Linked DNA regions of Mus musculus: region 1 is linked to region 2. Evidence: chromatin contacts called from public HiChIP or PLAC-seq data. All regions are on one chromosome and are shown on one strand. Each heading gives the region's core, a stretch centred on a gene start, on an enhancer-like site or on the middle of the called end of the contact. The rest is flanking DNA. Distances are from core to core; before and after follow the strand shown.

Region 1 (3,103 bases), core at 362-2,861, 280 kb before region 2:
TAATTAAATTATACACAAAGAGAGAGAAACCACCTAGGCTATCTACACAATCCCCCAAGAGTTGATCCCTTTGAGTGAGGGAGTTTGTGGTTGAATTTTTCTGTCTTCTTTGCTTAATTTAAATTTTCTACACTTACCACATGTGTAACCTGCAAAATAAAGGAAAAGCTGCTTCCAACAAGTTCATTTGCCTATTCTGGCTCCTCTCAGTCTGCAGAGATGCCTCAGGCTGTGTTACAGGGTTCCCAGCCCAGGGAGCGAGCATGCTTCCCGTTCCCTTCATTACCTGGAAGATGTCCATTAGAACTGCGGCTGCCAGCAGCGTGGTGACCATTTCAAAATGTCCCATCTTCATTTTTCACGTCTGGATTAGAATGAAAAACGTTAATTCAGTAAACTTAACAAAGAGGGTTTAGGGAAACGGAACTGGATAAGGTGATGTTGCATATTTTTTCATTCTGGATAGATATTGTGATAGTCGCAGTGATTATCAAATACATTCCTATGACTATAAGAGGCATTCAATGTTATCCAGGTGTCTAACAGTTTGTTCTAGAGATGTCAATGCAAAACTGCAGAGAACTTTAGTGCTTCCAAGTCTACTTCCACATAACTCTAGACAGACCTCTCCCTCCAGAGAGACCTTTTCCTCCCAATCTCTAAATGTCCCCTGAGCACTCACAGGAAACAACACAAACTAAAACCACCATGCTCTCATTCTCACTCCCAGTTTCTAAGAATGGTCTAGAAACTTTCCCATGTGAAGCTTCCGCTCTTCCGTTCGCTTTGCAAGTTAGAGCATGCCCACTTGGGTGGGAGCGGAGACATGAGGTCAGCAGCAGTACAAAGCTGTTCGCCTGAGGTGACCTCCCTCCTCCAACTCTTCACAATCAACACAAGCCAGAGGTCGAGCCAGTGTGGAATGTCCTGACGATAGGAACAGACTCAGGAGCCCTTCGAAGGCAGTGATTCTAACAAGATTCTATCATTGTCCTGGCTGGGCGCCCAATACCCATTCCGGTATTTGTGGCAGCGTAAGGGATAGACAGGAGGGCAAGAATCCTCACTGGCTGAAGCTATCCGGAGCCATTAACCGACTCAACCAGTGACACAGGTTGTTAGCCTCCGGTCTCTCACATACATAATGCTCCAGCAAAGCTGCTGCCATTGCTGTAACTCAAATGAAGCCTCTATTTTCCTGTATTTTTTTTTAACCAAACATCATCATCTGGATTCTGAATGAGATAATAAACAGCATAGGGGAAGGAAGGGCAGTCTTTCTTGTTGTAATCCATCCAGGTCCCAGGTTCCTGTCTTCAAAAGCAGTCCTTTTATCTAAAGCTATTAAAATATCTGTAGTTATTTTAAGATGCTACTCTGTGTCAAACTTCCCTCTCAAAAAGTCTAAGGAATACCCATGGGCAGCACGTGCCAAGCCAGCCGTGGGCCAGGGTTTCCCTGGTCTTCCTTTCTGCAGTTTGGGTGCAAATAAATCAAAATGTTTACCTGGCGTTTGTGCCTCTGCAGGAAGTTTAAATGATGCCCTGTCTCACACCGGATTCCCACTCTGCTGTGGAGAACTTCCCTCCAGGATAGGATGTTGTTGACAGTGAGCTGCCTGGGAATGCTTTTCTTTTTATAACACCCCTAGTGGTAGCTTGGCAGTGGCTCATTAGTCAACTTCTGCCCTGCTATTTATATCCGGTCGGTCGCCACACTCTGCCCTGGAACCACTGCTGTTAACACTAAGTCTCCAAGAGGTCTGTGAATCCACAGCAATGTCCCCCGCCACAGAGCATGCTCAGTTCTGAACCCAGCCCTGGACTCCTTTGGAGCAGTGTGTGTGTGTGTGTGTGTGTGTGTGTGTGTGTGTGTGTGTGTAGTTGGGGGAATGGGACTGGGTGGGTAGGGTGGCGGGGTGGTCAGTTCCCAACAACTGAGCCTTTGACACTCATATGCTAGAGGGAAGGCTGGACTGTCCTCTATTAGATGACACCCACAGCAAGGGGGCTCACTTGTTAAACACTGTCAACAGTGATGGTTATCACCACTCAACCAGCTGACTGCGGTTCAGGTACTGCGCCAGGCACTGAGACACACAAACAAGCTGAGCACAGTACTGAAGCTGGTTTGGCAGTCACTACTATGTGTGTGTCCCCAGACCCAATCAGGTAACAACTGCTCAGGATAAACGAAGGCCAATGAAAGTCCAACCGAGAACACTGGCAGGAAGGAAGCTGGGGATGCCAGCATCTAGAACACTCTTTGAACAAGGACAGATGCTGGCTGGTTTTCTGTCGCCTTGATGCCAGCTAGAGTCATTTGGCAAGAGGGCACCTCAATTGAGAAAACACACCCCCCACCCCTGGCCCCCTGGGCTGGAGAGATGGCTCAGAGGTTAAGAGCACTGACTGCTCTTCCAGAGGTCCTGAGTTCAATTCCCAGCAAATCACATGGTGGCTCACAACCATTCATTCCTAATGGGATCTGATGCCCTCTTCTGGTGTGTCTGAAGACAGCTAAAGTGTAGTCATATAAACAAATCTATGAGAGAGAGAGAGAGAGAGAGAGAGAGAGAGAGAGAGAGAGAGAGAGAGAATGAGAGAGAGATCCCATTAGCCTAGTACAATTCATTGGTTGGGGAAGATCCAGCTCATTGTGGGTGTGGTCCCACAATGAAAGCCGACTGAGCAAGCCATGAGGAAACTGGTAAGCAGCCCTCTTTCATGGCCTCTGCATCAGTTCCTGCCTCTAGGTTCCTGCCCTGCTTGAGTTCTCGCTCTAACCTCCCTTAGAGATGAACAAGATGACCCCAGGTTGCTTTTGGTCACAGTGTTTTTTCCATTTCGTTTTCTGAGACAGGGTTCCTCACTGAACCTAAAATGACTTTGCTAGGCTGGGTGGCAAGTGAGCTCCAGGGACCCTCTTGGCTTCTGATTTCTATGTGGGCTGGGGATCTGAATTCAGAACTTCTCACTTACAAGGCAAGCATTTTCTATCTCCCATGCTCTCATTTTTTTTAAATAAGAAATTTGTCTTGGGGGCTTGAGCTAAGGCTCAGCAATGGAAAATACTGGCTTGAACCCACATGGCAGCTGTTTGA
Region 2 (2,843 bases), core at 181-2,680:
TCTTCTGGTGCATCTGAAGACAGCTACAGTGTACTAATGAATAATAATAAATAAATCTTTAAAAAAAAGAGACACCTGTGCAATTCACTTGCAAAGAAAGAAAAGGAAAATGTCAGACATCCCTGGAGTGCCTAGCACTTTCAGGGTTAGAAACAGTGGTCTCTGTGAGTTCCAGACTAGCTTGGTCGATATAGTGAGAACTGTCTCAAAAAAAAAAAAAAAAGACAGACAGATAACCATAGTGAGAAGAGTGTTCTAAATCTGTTATTTGGGGGCTGGTGAGATGGCTCAGTGGGTAAGAGCACCCGACTGCTCTTCCGAAGGTCCAGAGTTCAAATCCCAGCAACCACATGGTGGCTCACAACCATCAGATAACAAGATCTGACTCCCTCTTCTGGTGTGTCTGAAGACAGCTACAGTATACTTACATAAAATAATAAATAAATCTTTAAAAAAAAAAAAAGATCCTAAATCTGTTATTTGGATTAAATTATAGGCCCACGGCTCATCTCATTTGTTCATTATCATTACTCAAACGCCTACATTTATTATTTCAAAGGAAATTTTAGAGATGTAATTTCAGCTACAGTTTTTGTTTGTTTCTTTGTTGTTGAGATAGTTTCAAGTACCCGAGGCTGGCTGTGAACTTTGCATCTAGACAAGGGTCACCTTGAAACTTTTTTGGTGGTGGTGGTGGTGGGGGGTGTTGAGACAGGGTTTCTCTGTATAGCCCTGGCTGTCCTGGAACTCACTTTGTAGACCAGGCTGGCCTGGAACTCAGAAATCCTCCTGCCTCTGCCTCCGGAGTGCTGGGATTAAGCTACCATGCCCGGCACCTTGAAACTTTTGATCCTTTTGCCTCTACCTCCCCAGTCCTGGCACATTTGCCACACATTGCTTGCTCATTTGTCAAGATTTTACCAAAATGCATCCATTTCGTGGTTTGTGCTTTCCCAGACAGCATTCTCTTGGTTGTCTTATTTTCTTTGTCACACACACACAGATACACACATCTTCATTTATTCTATGATAGTGGATAAAAATAAATTCTGAATGTCTTTTTCTTCCTGCTATGCTTATGATTGAACCCAGGCTCTGGAGCACACTAGCAGGTGTTCCCCCACCAAGCTTCACTCCCAGCCTCTACTTTTGCATGGAGGAGGGCAAGGAGGAGGGGGAGGGGGAGGGGGAGGAGGCTTCCCTCCAGCTTGTCTTTACCAGGAGCTGCCAATTTCTAACTGCTTAAGCGAGTCTGTCTGGGCACCTGCCTTGTGGAAAATGCTGAGTTTATCTTCACGCCCAGTGCGTACGTGAACTGGGAGCTGTGGGGAAGGATGACATTTATAAAATTAGCAGGCTGCCCATTGGTGTCCTCAGTCGCGACTTAGTCCTCATTCCGTGACGACACTGACGACTGGGAACAACTGCTTGTAGGCTGGTAAATGAACTGATTTCTGCCAGGGCCGCGGGATGCTGGTGGCTGAACACAAGTGTACAAAACAGGAAAGGACGTAGCCTCCCTTCTCTCACATAGCCTGCTCTTTGACGGTCCTCCTGTGGTCCCCAGGCAGTGGGCACTGAGAGCCTTTGTCATCCACGGTCTGTGTTGCTGTGGTTGTGGGCAGGCACAGGCATATGAGTGAGTGTGGGTTCGAGTCCCACCTCGTGTCGAACCCACATAAGCTGCTGTCTTCTCCTTGGAAGGAGAAGGTATATGACAGGATCAATGTTTCCCCAGGACCAATTAAGAGTAAGTGATGCAGGCTGGAGAGATGGCTCAGCCGTTAAAGGCTAGGCTCACAACCAAAATTATAAGAGTAAGTGATGCAGACAGTTGTGGCAGTGCCTGTCTGGAATCCCAGCACCCGGGAACTAGGCTAGGAGGAGGACCAGGAGAGAAGATGGCTCAACGGGAAAATGTTTGCTTCCTCCAGCAGGAGACTTGAGTTTGGATCATCAGTACCTGAGCAAAAGCCAAGCATTCTCGAATGCCCCCTCTAATTCCAAAGCCCCCTACACATATGCACACACACACACACACACACACACACACACACAGGTGGGAGGGAGAGGAAGAAGGAGAGAGGAAGGGAGGAGAGAATAGATGATTTGAGCTTCAGACATCAAAGGTGGTCACAGAACAGTTCAGCCTGTGCTTGTCGTAGCCCTGGCAACTCTACAGCCAAAACAAACACAGCTCAAACCTCACTCAACTACCATAAATATCAACGGATTTTCTCGGGCGCTCTGACTTCCTCACCACATATTGTCTTAACTCCTGGCTGTCTGGTTTCTACCTCTCATTGAAGGCTACAGCCAAATCGTGGGCATTCTCTCAGTTTGGGTCCAATGTGTCCTGTCTTCATCAGCATGCGGCCTCTTCATCTCTTTGGCTCAAATGCTCGATCCTGTAATTCAAAGAGTGCTTCCAAGTGCATTTCGCTTTTTTTTTTTTTTTCTTCTTTTTCAAGACAGGGTTTCTCTGTGTAGCCCTGGCTGTCCTGGAACTTACTTTGTAGACCAGGCTGACCTTGAACTCAGAAATCCAACGGCCTCTGCCTCTCGAGTGCTGGGATTAAAGGTGTGCGCCACCACACCCAGCACATTTCGCTTTTTATTAGCCATAAAAACAATACACAGGGAGAGCCAAACTCAGAATGGATGGACAGGTGGTCTGGATGCCTGGGAGGTCACCTAAAGCAGAGCCATTTTCTGTAGACAAGTTCAGAGCACAGGGTGTCCCCTAACTTAGGCCAAGACACCTGGTGGGTAATAGGTACAAAGCTGCAGGAGAAGAGAGGGAAACTTGGTCACAGGAGCCTGCGTGATAAATACTGATCCCT

Evidence for each region. HiChIP or PLAC-seq counts read pairs in DNA pulled down with a chosen protein or histone mark.
Region 1: a FOXA1 HiChIP or PLAC-seq map of pancreatic cancer cells shows a contact between it and region 2. The contact joins the promoter of Art3 here to the enhancer-like site in region 2. A contact is called at or near these places in 1 of 484 Hi-C or Micro-C datasets (the N1E-115 cell line), 2 of 115 datasets of contacts at active chromatin or transcription factors (microglia and pancreatic cancer cells) and 2 of 9 other capture datasets (adipose tissue and liver).

The regions. Positions count from the first base shown.
Region 1 is chr5:92,385,395-92,388,497 of GRCm38.p6, reverse strand. Art3 (ADP-ribosyltransferase 3) reads right to left here and starts at 1,611. Exons shown (of 10, transcript NM_001370591.1): 1 at 1,507-1,611; 2 at 287-364. The coding sequence starts at 355.
Region 2 is chr5:92,102,563-92,105,405 of GRCm38.p6, reverse strand. It overlaps a transcript of G3bp2 not described here. Among named protein-coding and RNA genes, the nearest start is that of G3bp2, 20 kb to the right of the region's middle. Within about 2 kb of position 1,430, at least 62 of the 459 cell types and tissues checked have an H3K27ac peak or open chromatin away from gene starts, as enhancers often do. A contact at or near this core is called in adipose tissue and pancreatic cancer cells, where this site is marked.